Linked DNA regions of Mus musculus: region 1 is linked to region 2. A link is a contact called in public ChIA-PET data. All regions are on one chromosome and are shown on one strand. The core of a region is the stretch at or near the end of the contact, and the rest is flanking DNA. Distances in the headings are between cores, read along the strand shown. Region 1 overlaps Gm10030 (predicted gene 10030). Region 2 holds the start of Tdgf1 (teratocarcinoma-derived growth factor 1).

Region 1 (7,457 bases), core at 3,430-5,929, 57 kb before region 2:
GCTCAGGCCATGGGGCTGCCCAGTGGATATTGGATTGTTGTTGAAACCAGATGATAAAGCTTTATTAGGGTAAATTTTATTAAGTTGCTGTTTACAAAACTTTCTTAAACTATTTATTTGGGGGGATTTCTTTTACATTTAGTAGGGAGAGGCATACCAAGCACGTAAGAACTTTTAAAGGTTTTGTCTTCTGGGGTTTCCCATTGTTCTTTTTCTCCGTCTCCTTCATCCCAAACTATTTTATGAAAACTCCATATTTCGTAAGTAAAATCATCTTGTGTTTGCAGTGCCATTTCAAGTCATCCGGCCGCCAACGCATATCACTCTGCTGTCTCTCTGTGACACCAGTGAGATTTCAGGAAACACATACTGACTGGCTGAATAAGAATCATATCTGAGACAACATCTGAACTCCAGCTTGCATTAAACTGGGTGCCTGGGGTCTTCATTTTGACTTTGTTTTGTTTCGACAGTGCTGACCCTTCAGAGGGTTTCCGCAATGCAACACACAGTTCCTGGGCTGTTCTCACAGAGGGTCAGAGTCCCATCCCCAGTGTGCATCCCTCGGTTTACAATGTCAAGTAAATGTTGCTTCAGGGGAGCTGAAGGCCTCAGTCCTCTCTGCCGTCCTCCATGGCATCCCTGCAGATCCAAGAACAGACACTCAGGCTGCTATAAACATCTAATCATGTGATCCGAAAGCCTTCCCCCTCCCCAAAACCTTGATACCCTTCAATATGACTTCACAGACTACTGGTTATTTGAGAGTGTTATTTGAGAGCTACAAGATTCAGATTGTTATTTGTAAAAGAAAATTCCAAGCACCCCCAAAGATAAGCATACTATGTCCAAAGCAACAGCCTAAACTCTCGGTGAATATGTTTTTAATGAGTGGCTGTAGGGTGCTCAGCATAAGGACAAACAGTATTTGAAACTTCAGTAAATATTCATTACCATTATAATTGTGTCCAAATATTTCTGAGCTCTGCTGTGAACCAGACCATGCAGAAGCCCAAGGGTCTGCAAAGACGTTCACTTCTCATGGGCTCCAAATGGGTTAGAATTCTGAGAGCAGTTGCTACGGACCAAGTCAAGTCCACTCCACAGGAATTGGAATGGGGACGGCTTTTGCACAGAAACCCTCTTGAAACTGACCCATGCATTGTGTGTTCCCGGCATCCGTCTATGAGGAACTTTGCCTCTCCTCAGGTCTATCAGAAGACTCAGGTGGGGATTGTGGAAAATGCCAGGCCTGCCTGGTTTATCATGGAAGGTGTCCCTTGCTAAAGGCAGGTGGAAGCTGGGGGAGGGAGGTAACCTGTAAAATGAGGAACCAAGGAGTGAACTCTGGGGAGTTAGTAGGTGAAGCAGAACTTCTATCTATTTGGACACAGAGGAAAGAGTCAGAAAAGTGAGCAATTTCCAGGATGTTTGGAAATGGTCTGGCTTAAGGTTATTCCTGTGAAATAATTTAAGCAATAAAAATCTAAGTCTCTTCAGAGAAGACTATTTCCTTTGACCCATTTTGCAAATGACATCTCTAAGAGCAGAAGAGGCAACCTGTCCTGTGCTGCTTTCTTTGGACTTCCTGACTTGCACCAAGGGTACCCTTCAATAAAGTACATCCTAGTCTGATGAGCCGGCTCAGTTACTCAAATGCTTACCTCAAAAGTGTGGAGGCCTGAGTTTGATCTCCAACTCCATATGGAAAGAAATAAGTCTGGGCATGGTGGCGTGTTCGTAGTCCCAGCACTGGGGAGATGAGACAGGAAGGCTCACTGGTTGGCCAGCCTAGTCTACCAGGCAAGCTCCAGGCCAGTGAAAGATAAAGATGCTGTCTCCAAAACTGGGAAACGACAAATTGGACTGGGAAACGACACTTGAGGCTGATCTCTACCCTCCATGTGCACATGTACACACATGCACCTGCACACACATGAACACACACTTGCATTAGATGATAAGTAAGGCAGGTTTCTGACATACCTGTCACTGCCGTGAGTCAGACTCAGTCCCTGCCTTCAAGGGCAGCACACAAGAAAGCATAAACTTTCCACCATAGGTGATGGATGAGGTTATACTCTCACCACAGCAACAGAAGAGGCATAAGGGATGACATGTGTAAGTAGAGCAATGAGGGCATGTCTGCCTCCTACCTGCAGCAGCCTGCTCTGAAACCAGGGAGGAAACCTTCTACATTGTCCCACCAAGCATCTTCTAGCAACGTCACAATGGAGATTCGTCTGGAACCAAGGAACTGAATGGAAGATTATAGGCATCGGGACCCGTGGGACCTTGTATGTAAGGGGAATAACTTCTGTTTTTACTTTAAGGAACATGAGGGCTGTTACAGGTCTGAATGATGGACTGGGGTGGGATGGAGTGCGATGCAGAGACAAAGGGGAACAGAGAGATGACTGTGGAAACTTAGGTGACAGTCTAGGGGAAAGATGAAGTGTTTTAAACGAGGACATGGCAGTGGCGAGCTGGAGAGACAAGCTGCATGCTAGGCATATGTCTAATGCTGGACATTGGAAGGGAAGGTGAGGTAGAGAGGAGTCAAGGATGACACCCAGTGTTTTGTCCTGAGAAACAGAAAGGATAGAGTTACACTAACTTGAAGACAACTAGATTTGATAAGGCAGATTGAAGAAGAGGTCTACCAGAAGTCCCAGATTGAAGAAGAGGTCTACCAGATATCCCAGATTGAAGAAGAGGTGTACCAGAAGTCCCATTCCAGACACAGGTTGATAGACCTTGACACTTCAGAAGCCAATGAGAAAAGGGTCTCAGAAGAAAGCTCAGGCAATAAAGTGCTTGCCATGTGAGCATAGGACCCTAGTTTGATCCTCAGCACCAGGCACACTGTAATCCCAGCCCTGGAGAGGCAGAGACAAAAGGATTCTCAGGGCTTAATGGAGGACTGAACTAACCCAGGGTTTCAATGAAAGTCCCTGCCTCAAAGAGCAAGGTGAACAGAACCTGAGGAGAGACACTTGAGGTGGACTTTTGGCCTCTACATGTACTGGACACACACATGCAGGTGTGAGTGTGTAGGATGGGTGGCCACAGACATTCTGTATCATGTCCGTGGATGGTTCTCACATCAACGCTTACCTTTCTGACAACACCCACCATGCCTGTGGGAATAGCATGTGTGACCAACTTCCCAGTTAAGTCTTAAGCCCCACCTATAGTAGCTCACCTCCTCTTCTGGGCATGGTCGCCCTTCCTTGCATGTGGACTCAGAGCCAGGCTGGGGCTCTTCTCTCTGTGGGCCACATCTGGTGATGAGCTTGCCTCTGAGAATTTCACAACCCAAGCTTATGAGTGGTTATTTACCTGGGAGGACACGGAGAAAGTGGGACAATGGACACATTTATAAACATTAAAAGGATTTGTGCACGGGTTTTAGAAGGCTTTCCATCGCTGTCCTGCAGGTCACCCTGCACTGTCTACGGCTGTCTACAGTGAACAAGAGAATAGGTGTGAACAATGAAACATTACACTGAGCTTTGACCGCCACTCTACCAAACGCCCAGAGGCAGACATGGGTAAGGAAATTGATTTGTCCATGGTGAGAAATGACGAGAGAAAGAGAGACAGAGAGAGACAGAGAGAGAGTAAGTTCAAGTCTGTCCCCCCAACTTGCTTAGGGCAGTGTTATAATTTATAGAAAAAAAAATGAAACAGAAGTCAGAATGTTCGTATCCTGGCAAGAATAAAGATATTTTTTAAATGAAGCTTTTGTACTTTTCCCTTTGGCTGTCAGACCACGGGAACAGTGAACCCCCAGAATGTAGAATGGCCCCAAGGAGCCAGGCAGTGGTGGCGTACGTCTTTAATCCCAGCACTTGGGAGGCAGAGACAAGTGGATTTCTGAGTTTGAGGCCAGCCTGGTCTACAGAGTGAGTTCCAGGACAGCCAGGGCTACACAGAGAAACCCTGTCTTGAAAAACAAAAACAAAACAACAACAACAAAAAGATTGGCCCCAAGGATCCCGTACTGGAAGAAGATAGGCTGAAACCTGGTGCCATCCAGAGAGACACTTGCCTCTCAGCAGGAGATTTTTATATAATTCTGACAGCTTTTCAACCATCTTGTGTGAGAGATCAGAACTGAGACAATATTGGTGGGACTGCTTAGCAATACATGTTTCTTGCTTTTTATCTGGATCAGGACCCTGAAGATGGATTTGAGAAATGTGATTTAGCTTTTACTCTCAACTTGATATAACGTAGAATCATCTGGGAAGAGTCTGGATGAGGGACCGTCTAGGATCCATACTTTGGATTGGCTTGTAGGCATGTCTGTGGATGGGCCGTGCCTTAATTAAGATAACTTATATAAGAGTTCCCAGTCCACTATGGAAGACATCATTCCCTAGGTAGGGAGTCCCAAACAGTAAAAGAGTACATACATTGAGCTGAGCACAAGCCAGCAAATGAACATGCATGTTTCCGTTTCTTTCTACTTCAGACTATGGACTCTCAATTTCCCCACAACAGAGGACTATGACCTGAAATTGTAAACCGATGCAAACCCTTAAACCGCTTTTCACGGGAGTATTTTGTCACAGAAACAAAAATGAAACTACAGCGGTGAGTCCCTGGCCGTCTCTGCTCCCTTGTTCTGATGTGGTCACACTAAACAAATTTCCATTTTCTGCTTTTCAGCATTCTGTGTCGATCTCATTGGCCTATTGAGGAAGAGTGATACAGACTTGATTCAAGGCTGATGGAGCCCGGGCTCTGACACAAACAACTCTAGTAAAAAGGATGTACGTGTGTGCAGATGATCTGTGAGCCCACATCATCAGAACTGAGAAATAAGTCTCCTGGCACATAGCCCAAGGCTTTTCTAGTTCCGCCAGGCTTACTAATTCTTAGGGTCTAGTTACAGACTGGGGTGGTACGCTGATGGTCTGAGCAATGGGACTCATTTTCCAATGGCCCATCTTTTGTTGACAGGCCTCACTGTGCAGCCGTACCTACCCCGACAATGCTCACAGCTGTCCCTGCTGCAGTACCTGATGCTCATTTCCCCCCACACCAACCTTCAGGGCCATCTTAGTTCAGCACCATCCTGGAGATGGATAAAAGGCACTTCATGACCCTCTCTTCCTGCAACCCGCTAACATGCTAGGGCTACATCTCTGCAAGGAGCATGCTTATGGAATGTTGTGGTTTTTTTTTAAGATTTATTTATTTATTCTATGTAAGTACACTGTAGCTGTCTTCAGACACACCAGAAGAGGGCGTCAGATCTCATTACAGATGGTTGTGAGCCACCATGTGGTTGCTGTGATTTGAACTCAGGACCTCCAGAAAAGCAGTCAGTGCTCTTAACCACTGAGCCATCTCTCTAGCCCGCTTATGGAATGTTTTATTAATTAACTGCCACCCTGTTGCCCAACTGCTGACTGTGAGTCAGGATACTAAGTACAACTGAGGTGTTTTAAAACTTCACCGATGGCACACTGAATAGATAGCTCAGTTGCTTTGATGAAAAGCTGAGCATATGGAACATGTTTGTACTCTCAGCTCTAAAGAGACAAGGACAGACAGATCCCTAGGACTTGCTAGCCTAATCAAGCAAGTTGCAGGTTCTAGTGGGGGTGGGGGGGACACGGTGGACAGCTCCTGAGGAACAACATCCAAGGTTGACTTCTGGTTCTCACACACACAAGGCGCGCTGGTGCACATATACACACATGAGCACGCATCAGAAATAAGATAAAACTCACCACTGGGGCTACAGATGTGGCCTCACGGGTACAGTTCTTGCCTAGCATGTCCAAGGCCCTGGCTTTGATTCCCCGGTACCACACAAACTGGGTGTGTGCACATGCCTGGAATCTCAGCACTCAGGAGGTAGAGGCAGGAGGATCATAAGTTCAAGGTTATCCTTAGCTATGCAGTGAGTTTGAGGCCACTCAAGCTGTATGAAACCGAGCTCAAAACCAAACAATAATAAAGCATACATCCCTACGTCATCAGAGGATTAGTAGGTTATCTGACCAGTTCTGGATCTTGAGATGCTGACAGATCTGTGGCTTAAATTCCCAAAGCCTGAGGGGTGGCATGACCCACTATTCTGGCCAGGGTGCCTTTGGTGGCTGCATATTTCTGCTCAGAAAAGCCTGCAGACCTTGACAGCCCAGAGCAAATATAAACCTGCTGTGGCCGTCCCTGCCTCATCCGCTCTGCTCGTATCTAAAGGTCATCGTACTGAGGAACTTGCCGAACTGCCGTTGGTGGTTGAAGATGAAGGTCACAGAAGACCAAAGGCATCGTGCTGCTGCTTAAGATGACATCAAGAAGGCTCTGCCTCTCACTGAATGAGAGCTGTCGAGGACAAAATGAGAACCTGCCATCCTGTCTGGGCCCTGCACCATCTGTAACAAAGACAGTGCTACCACCGAGGCGTTCCCTGGTAATTCTCTGCTTTGTGTAAGCAAGCCGAGCATTCGAAACTCGCTCCTGGGGTGCATGACCCAAGGCTGCTTCTCTCAAGAGTAACTCTAACCCTCCCATGCACAAGATGATGAACAAGGCCTTAGCAGAACCGCAGAACCGTGGAAATCCCAGAGCCACAAAGAGGCCCCCAAGCACTCAATGTGAATAAGAACCTGCTGAGCTACCTGGGAATCCTGTTGAAGCTCAGTCCACAGGCAAAGACTACTCAAGGGACACCGGGCTACACCAAGCTAGAAGCCACAAACCCTGGGTGAGGAACATGAAGGCAGCCAACCAAATCAGATGAGGGGGTTGCACACAAGGGAGCTACAAGCAAGAAGCCTGTGGAGAATTGGGTGTCAAGGGAAGAAACCTTTAGGGGGAAAAGCTGCAGAAACCAAGAAACCTGAAGCTGAAAGGAAAGCTATGGTAGCAGAAAAGCCACCTGCTGCCTGAACTAGTGAAATCTGCACCATTCCATTAATGAACTAGAGACAGCCTGTCTGCGTGAAAACCTCAAAAAGACGCAGGGAGGGCGGGAGGGGCAGGTATGCTGCGATCAGCGATGGACTGGTAGGATCTTAAGAAGCCACCCATAATTTGATTTGGTGTGACTATTTTACTGTGATGTTAGCTGACTGTGATAACTGATGGTATTTGCTTGTTATGCAGCAGAAGTTGAGACAGGACTTATGAATTCTAGGCTAGCCTGGGCTACATAGTGAGCTCCTGTCTCAAGAAACAAGAGCTGGACATTTTGGCAAACAGTTTTAAACCCAGCACTTAGGAGGTAGAGGCAAGCAGAGCAATGTGAGTTCCAAACCAGCTTGGTCTACAGAGAGAGTTCCAGGACAACCAGGGCTACACAGAGAAACCCTGTCTCGAAAAAACCAAAAAACCAAAAAACCAAAAAAAAAAAAAAAAAAACCCACACACACAAAAAACAAAAACAAAAAACAACCAATCAAACAAATAGATGAAATAAAATAAAAATCCAA
Region 2 (6,976 bases), core at 3,969-6,468:
GGCCAACCTGGGCTACTGATGGTCCTCACGGTGTGCAAATGTGCTACGCAGCAGCCCCAGCTACGGAGCACTGGAGGGTTCATCTTCACTGTGAATTTGACTGGATTTAGAATCCCCTAAGGAAGGCTCTGCTGGGGTATCTGTGAGGGTGTTTAACTGAGTAGAAAAGCCCTATTCTGACTGTGAGTGGCAGTGGCAACATCCCGGACACTAAGTCACTAGGAATACTAGCCTTCTCTCTAGTTCCTGACTGTGCACACAACATGACTAACCACAAAGTTCACTAAGGGCCAGTCAGATGACTCGGAGGCCAGAGGCACCAGGTGGAATATGACTACTGGGACCCACATGATGGAAGGAGAAGAGCGACTCTCTCAAGCTGTCTCCTGACCTCACACATTCACTGTGGCACACACACAGGTCCTCACACGTACACGCATGTACACAAAGTAAATACTCAAGTCAGCCAAATATAATAAAAATGTTAATAAAAGTGGCCAATATACTAAGCTGACCTGAGATCAACTGTCATAAAATATCTGCATCAAAAACTTAATTTTAGCAGCTGGAGAGATGGCTTGGTGGTTAAGAGGATTGGCTGCTCTTCCAGAGGACCCGGGTTCAATTCCCAGCACCCACATGGCAGTTTTCAACTGTTTGTAACCCCAGTTCCAGAGAATCTAATACCCTCATGCCTCACAAAATAACACTAAATTTTAAAAACTTAATATTTTAAAAAGGTAACCACATCTCACTATTAATTCACTGGTTTACTGATATATTAGGGACATATTGGGTTAAACAAAATATAATATTAATGTTAATTTTCCCTTAATGTTTCTCTGTGCTATGTTGGATGACTTCTAGAAAATTTAAACTTATATATACATAAGGCCAGTCAGTGTGATCCTCAACAATGACATAAAGCCAGGCATGGTCTTGCTTCTATAACCGCAGCTCTAAGGGAGCAGAGGCAGAGATCCCTGAAGCTTCTCGCTCCTCTTGGCCCAGCGAATCAGTGAACTCCAGGTTAGGTAGGAGGCCCAGTCTCAAAACACAAGGTGGGGTTGGAAAGCTGAAGAGCTGGCTCAGCAGTTTAGAAGACTTGTTGCTTTTGCAGAGGACCTGGGTTTGATTTCCAGCACTTATGCAGGTTTTTAACCACCTGCAACTCAAGTTTCAGGGGATGCTATGCCCTCTTCTGGCCTCCCTGGGCACCAGGCATGCATATGGTGCAGACATGCAGGCAAAACACCCATACACATAAAATACCAATACATTAACTGAAAATGATTTTAATCTATTAAGTGTGCAAAGGCTAGAGTTGAATCTCAGTGACAGAGCACGCACAGTCCAGGGTTCAATCCCCAGCGTCGCAACAATAATCACAATAATGACAGCGATAATAGCAGTTTTTTAAATGATGAGGTTACGTTAGCTTTACATTGCTAAGTAATAAATTCTTACAAATTCAATGACTTAAAGCAATACCCAAGCTGGGCCTTTAATACCAGCATTTCTGAGGCAGAGACCAGCCTGGTCTACAGAGTGAGTTCCAGGAGAGCCAGGACTACACAGAGAAACCCTATCTCTTAAACAAAACAAAACAAAACAAAACAAAACAAAACAAAACAAAACAAAAAACCAACCAACTAAACAAACAAACAAATAAAAAATAACAATGCTCACTTCATTTCTGTAGCCAGAAATCATATGAATGTGCCTGAGACCACATTAACCACATGTTAATGTGCCTGGGACATTTGTGCATAAGTCTGCTGGCTGCTCAGGGCCGACTTTTTCTGATGACAGCTTGGGCCTGTACCCAGACTCCCACCTTGCTTTTGCATTACGGGCCCATTTTAAAATCCCTGAGAGCTGTGAAGAATGCCTGTGAGCAGTCAAATACAAATCTACTTAGACTCTGAAACAGCATCCTCCTTAGATCTTGTGAAAATCTTCCCAATTGTCTCCTGGGGGGCCTATCTGCCAGCCTGTCTGCTGAGGCCAATTAACGTTGACAATGTCTGGGAGCAGTCAAGATATAACTGTCACTCTCCCTCACCAGGAGTTTAGGGATGCAACTAAAAACGGTATTTGGGGTATTTGGCTGGTCTTATCTAGGGTGGGAAAAGGAAGCCATTGCCTGCCCCACCCACCCACTGGGCCATTTCTGGCTCCTTGGCTGTGCTCCTGCCCAAAGTGGCTGGTCCATAAATAGGTAATCAGTTTGACTGGCAAAAGAAAGATTTGTGCAAAAGAGTTGAGAAAGTTGGGGGGAGTGAGGTGGCTCAGTGGGCAAAAGAGCTCGTTCACAGAACCTGCCTAAGGACCTGAGCTCTATCTGAGGGACCTAACCTTGTGGGAGGAGAGGACCGACTCCTGCAAGGTGACCTCTGACCCTCGCACACGTGTCAGGTGTGAGCAAACACACATAAACGTACACACAATAAATAAACAAATATAGAATTTTAAAAAATTGTGTGCATGCGTGCACACACGAAAACACATTCACACATATCTAAAGTGTAAATCAAATTGCCCTCCAGTGACACACTTCCCAGAAACTGAACCAAATCATCTTGAATTTGGCAAACGTTTTAGAATAAAGAACCCAACATATCAATAGTGTCTGCAACCTCGGTGACTCTTTAATTCCTTTTTGTTATTTTTCTAGACTAGATTGTGTGTGGGGGTGGGGTGGGGTGGGGGGGTATTTTCTTCCTGGTTCCATTCTCAGATGTCTTGCATTATTAGCCCCTATTTTAGAAATTAGTGCAGTGTTGGGGGCTGGAGAGTTGGCTCTTCGGTTAAGCACACTGACTGCTCTTCCAGAGTTCCTGAGTTCAATTCCCAGCAACCACAGGTGGCTCCTAACCATCTGTAATGGGATCCAATGCCCTCTTCTGGTGTGTCTGAAGACAGCTACTCATATACATAAAATAAATTTAAAAAAAAACTTTTTAAAAAAGAAAACAAAAAGAAATGAGGGCAGTGTCTCAATGCTTCAGTCTGCCACAGGCGGCTCATAGGTGAAGATTTCCAGAGTGGGTTGGCTCCGGGAGACACTGGGAAGCTGAGAGTGCTGGAAGAGCAGGCTTAGACCTCCCATTGGGAACCAGGGGGAGTGGGGTGAAAGACAAAAAAATAAGCAGTTTACAATCCAGTGTTAGTAAAGATCAACTCTGGGGTGGAGCAGTCGTTATCTCTCTGCGCTTTCCAGTTCAAGGCCACAGCTGGAAGCCAGCTTTGGGAGGAAAGGTGCCCGGAAGGACTTTCCAGAGCAAAGGACCAAAGAAGCCAGTTCTAGGGCACAGTCAGACCCTCCAGCTAGGGCTTAGGAAACTGAATACAGATACCAGTAACACAGCGAAACATGCAAATCCAAACAACCAAATACGAATTTCTCACATCAGGAGTCAGCAGACGCCAAGCTACAGATGTTTGCTGCAGCCAGTGTGGACAAGTCCTGAGAGAGGGGCTCAGTACACACGAAGGTTCAGGGGTGGGATTCTGGGAAAACATTGTGGAAGCATTCACAGAGTAAGCAAGCAATTTCAGGGCTCAGTTATTTACCAGGACACACCCTCAAGTATCCCCAAGTGATCATGGAAAGGCAGACACTGTAGAAGTGTGTCCCGCCAGGATAAAATAATTCCTTTAGTCTACATTGGTAGAAAACATAAGCCACACAGAAACAAAAGGTGTCGCCCTCCTAATCCCTTCTCCACTCCTCCAGTCTCAATGCAGGAATCTGGTCTTTCTGATCCCTACAGGGAACTAGTGTATTCAGACTAGGGTTCTGTTTGTCAAGGTCTCAGTGAAATCAGCCATTAGCTTGTTAATGAAGGAGGCCCAGCCTTCTCGGAAATAGCAGATTCCCCCCCCCCACCACCACCACCAATTGCCCCTCACCCCCTAGGGTTTCAGGAACTGGAAAAGTGGCTGGAAACTCAGAGTGACAGGGGATGGGGGTGGGGGGGAGTAGAGAGACTGGGCGTGTACAGAATTCCCAGGCCTGTCGGGGTCTTCACTCTCGACTAAAACGGAAGTAAATCACCATAGAAGCCAGGGGCGAAGGTGAGGGAGGGTTTTGTGTTTTGTCATTTTGATCTTGGGTCTTAGCTGTGCTTGGTGATACGTGCTTGTAATCTCGGAATTTGGTGAAACGGCAGCACAAAGGTCGCCGAGTTTCACGCCAGCCTGATCTTGAGACCCTCAAAAGAAAGCAAGGAAGAAAGGAAAAGTGGTCTTGCCCTGTAAGCGCCGGCTGGCTTTAAACTCACTGAAGGCCAGGCTGACCTCTAACTCACTTCAATCCTCCGATCTCCACCTCCCCAAGTCCTAGAACTACGGGCCTTTGCCACCAGGTCCAGCTTTTGTGATCTATATAATAATGTGAGATATATATCAAAATGTATCACTCAGGGATGTGTTTCTCAGCGGGCTCAGCCACAGACGAGCACCTAGCAACAGAGAGGTACAACCCCACTCGCAAGTCAAGGCCCTCCCCATCCGCCCACAAGAAACCGAAGCCAGTAACCCGCAGCTTAGCACTGAGTTGAGGACCCGGAAGAATCAAGTGACTTCCAATAGTGCTTGTGAGGCCACTGATTTTTAAGCTTCAGGCAGCCGCTCGCCCCAGCGCCCACCCGCAGGCTCTGGGCCAGGGCTTGCAATTCAGACGCTGCAGGCAAAACCTCTAGCCCAAACCCAGACTCAAATCCCTCCCGACATTGACCTTCCCCCACACCCAAACAAGTCCTCGCCAGCCGTCAGCGCATCTTCAAGGCCTCCAGCACCCGGCTCTACTGGGAGTAACGACGAACGCAAATGCAGAGTTAAAATTTGGCAGTTACCCTGGAGGTGGTGGAGCACGCCTTTAATCCCTTAGGGGCAGGCAGAAGATCTCTTGGGTTCGAGGCCAGCCTGGTCTACCTAGGGAAACTATTCTTGAAAAACAAACAAAACAACAAATTTTGATAATGAAGTTTCAAATGCCTGTATGGTGTTTAGACTTTCCTAATTACTTTCGTGTTTGAACACCTTGGTAGAATAACTAAACTCTTCAACTCCCTTTACCTATAGAAAATTTACATATAACCAGACTATAGAGAATTTACATAAAAACCAAACTAGTTCACTTCCCTCGGAGCTTCCTGGCCTAGTAATGGGCGTGGGGCCCCGTAATGGGCGTGGGGCCCCGTCTCCCCGCCCACCTGAGGGTCCTACTCAACACCTTAAGTTTCTTTTAAGGGAGGTATATTCCTCCGAAGTCCTCAATCACAAACCGTTTATAGGAAGAAGAGGCCCCATCCCCTGCCGGTCTACACGGAGATCTTGGCTGCTAACTTCCCACAGACTCTCCAGGACGGGGGCCTCTCTCATTTGGCATATCTTTCTTTTTAATCTACTGTTTTCATTTTGTGAAATTAGCCTTTGGGTGTTTCGAGAATGGCTTTATGAACTAAAGCCATCTGCTAATATTGTGTTTCTTGTCTTTTCCTCCAACGTTTTTACGAGCCGTCGAAGATGGGGTACTTCTCATCCAGGTATGAGCTAACCTTGACTTTTTGGTTGCTGGAGATAGCCACTTCGGAAAATCACGTTCTATGACGCTCTGATTTTTGTCTTGCTTGAACCTTGTCAGTAACATTGCTGCTTTTCCTGAAGAACCTGGAACTTTATAGTTAGATACTGCTTTGCCATCGGCTTCTTAAAATGTCAATTTTTTATATTGCCTTTGTGTGTGTGTGTGTGTGTGTGTGTGTGTGTGCGCGCGCGCGCGCGGGCACTCGCTCGCATATACTCGAGTGGAGGTTAGACGATGACTCACTGGAGTCCGATCGATCATTTGGGTTCTGGGCATCCGACTCAGGTTGTAAAGCACCCTCTGGGCTCGTCCCATCAGTCATGTCGGTGACTGCCAGAGAAATAATGCTTTCCTTCTCTTGCATACATAATATTAATCTTACAGCCTAATCAAGACTGCCTCTACACGTTAATGGGAGAGATAAATTCAATACTTAGAAACATTAGGAATAACAAACCAATTGAACTTGGAACCATTTCAAGTGACAGGACAAGTTTTTTTTCCCCGTGGAGCCGGGCGTCGGACCAGCGCTTGCGTGTGGTTGGCAAGTCTTCTCCAACCCATACAGCCATTTAAGAATTTATATATGCAAAAAAAGAATTTATATATGCAAACAATGCACCGTGGAAAAATATGCCGCTTATGCAGAATAGAATGTTTTAGCTTTTTAATTTTATAACTTTAAAATTGTGTGTGTAAGGGTGGGGCCTAAGGAATATTCATGATGAAATATTGGATGCTGGGGACTTGTTTTAAACAGTTAATTCAAAACACAGCCCTTGTTCCGAAGAGTAAGAGTTTATTCCGAGCGTGGCCGTGGCTTGGGAACAAGGATTCATATTGCCCTAAATGAACATGGAAGAGCTTATATGAGCTCCTTGGTAGTCACAGAACAAAAGAAAGTATAAATGTGACTTGTAGACGTTAACTGTGTACGTGTAAATGATGCAAACATTAGCTGTATCAGTGAAGACATCGGGTAGGGCTCCAGCCTCAGTTTTTTCTGGAGCTGTGATCTGCTTACACTGCTTCATCCCCGAGGTCTTTATGTGACTGTCAAAAGGATACTAAGTCATAGAGAGAGAGAGAGAGAGAGAGAGAGAGGTTCATGATAAACAGCCGCCACTGGGTCGTTAAACATAGCCCCAGGACACTTAGGGCTGCTAGTGCGCAGCCTTCCAACTCTACAATCACACAGTCACTCTACATGTGGTTATTTTTAAAGATTTATTTATTATGTATACAGCGTTCTGCCTGCATTTGTGCATGCGGCCCAGAAGAGGGCACCAGATCTCATTTTAGATGGATATGAGCCACCAGGAAGAATTGAACTCTGGGCCTCTGGAATAGCAGAGGGTGCTCTAACCTCTGAGCCATCTCTCC

What was found. ChIA-PET counts read pairs in DNA pulled down with a chosen protein or histone mark.
Region 1: an RNA polymerase II ChIA-PET map of memory CD8 T cells shows a contact between it and region 2, with 68 read pairs. The contact joins the enhancer-like site here to the promoter of Tdgf1 in region 2. A contact is called at or near these places in 7 of 39 promoter capture datasets (the 3T3-L1 cell line, the C10 cell line, embryonic stem cells and 3 more), 1 of 15 datasets of contacts at CTCF or cohesin (embryonic stem cells), 5 of 484 Hi-C or Micro-C datasets (LSK cells, embryonic stem cells, forebrain and 2 more), 5 of 115 datasets of contacts at active chromatin or transcription factors (embryonic stem cells, epiblast stem cells, memory CD8 T cells and 1 more) and 3 of 9 other capture datasets (adipose tissue, liver and pancreatic islet).

The regions. Positions count from the first base shown.
Region 1 is chr9:111,000,638-111,008,094 of GRCm38.p6, reverse strand. It overlaps Gm10030 (predicted gene 10030), which reads right to left. Exons shown (of 7, transcript NR_152179.1): 3 at 3,206-3,342; 4 at 2,157-2,243; 5 at 1,665-1,752; 6 at 1,156-1,318; 7 at 66-642. Among named protein-coding and RNA genes, the nearest start is that of Rtp3, 15 kb to the right of the region's middle. Within about 2 kb of position 4,679, at least 20 of the 459 cell types and tissues checked have an H3K27ac peak or open chromatin away from gene starts, as enhancers often do. A contact at or near this core is called in memory CD8 T cells, where this site is marked.
Region 2 is chr9:110,944,400-110,951,375 of GRCm38.p6, reverse strand. It overlaps Tdgf1 (teratocarcinoma-derived growth factor 1), which reads left to right and starts at 5,218. Exons shown (of 6, transcript NM_011562.2): 1 at 5,218-5,552. The coding sequence starts at 5,533. RefSeq lists a cis regulatory region at 3,461-3,525.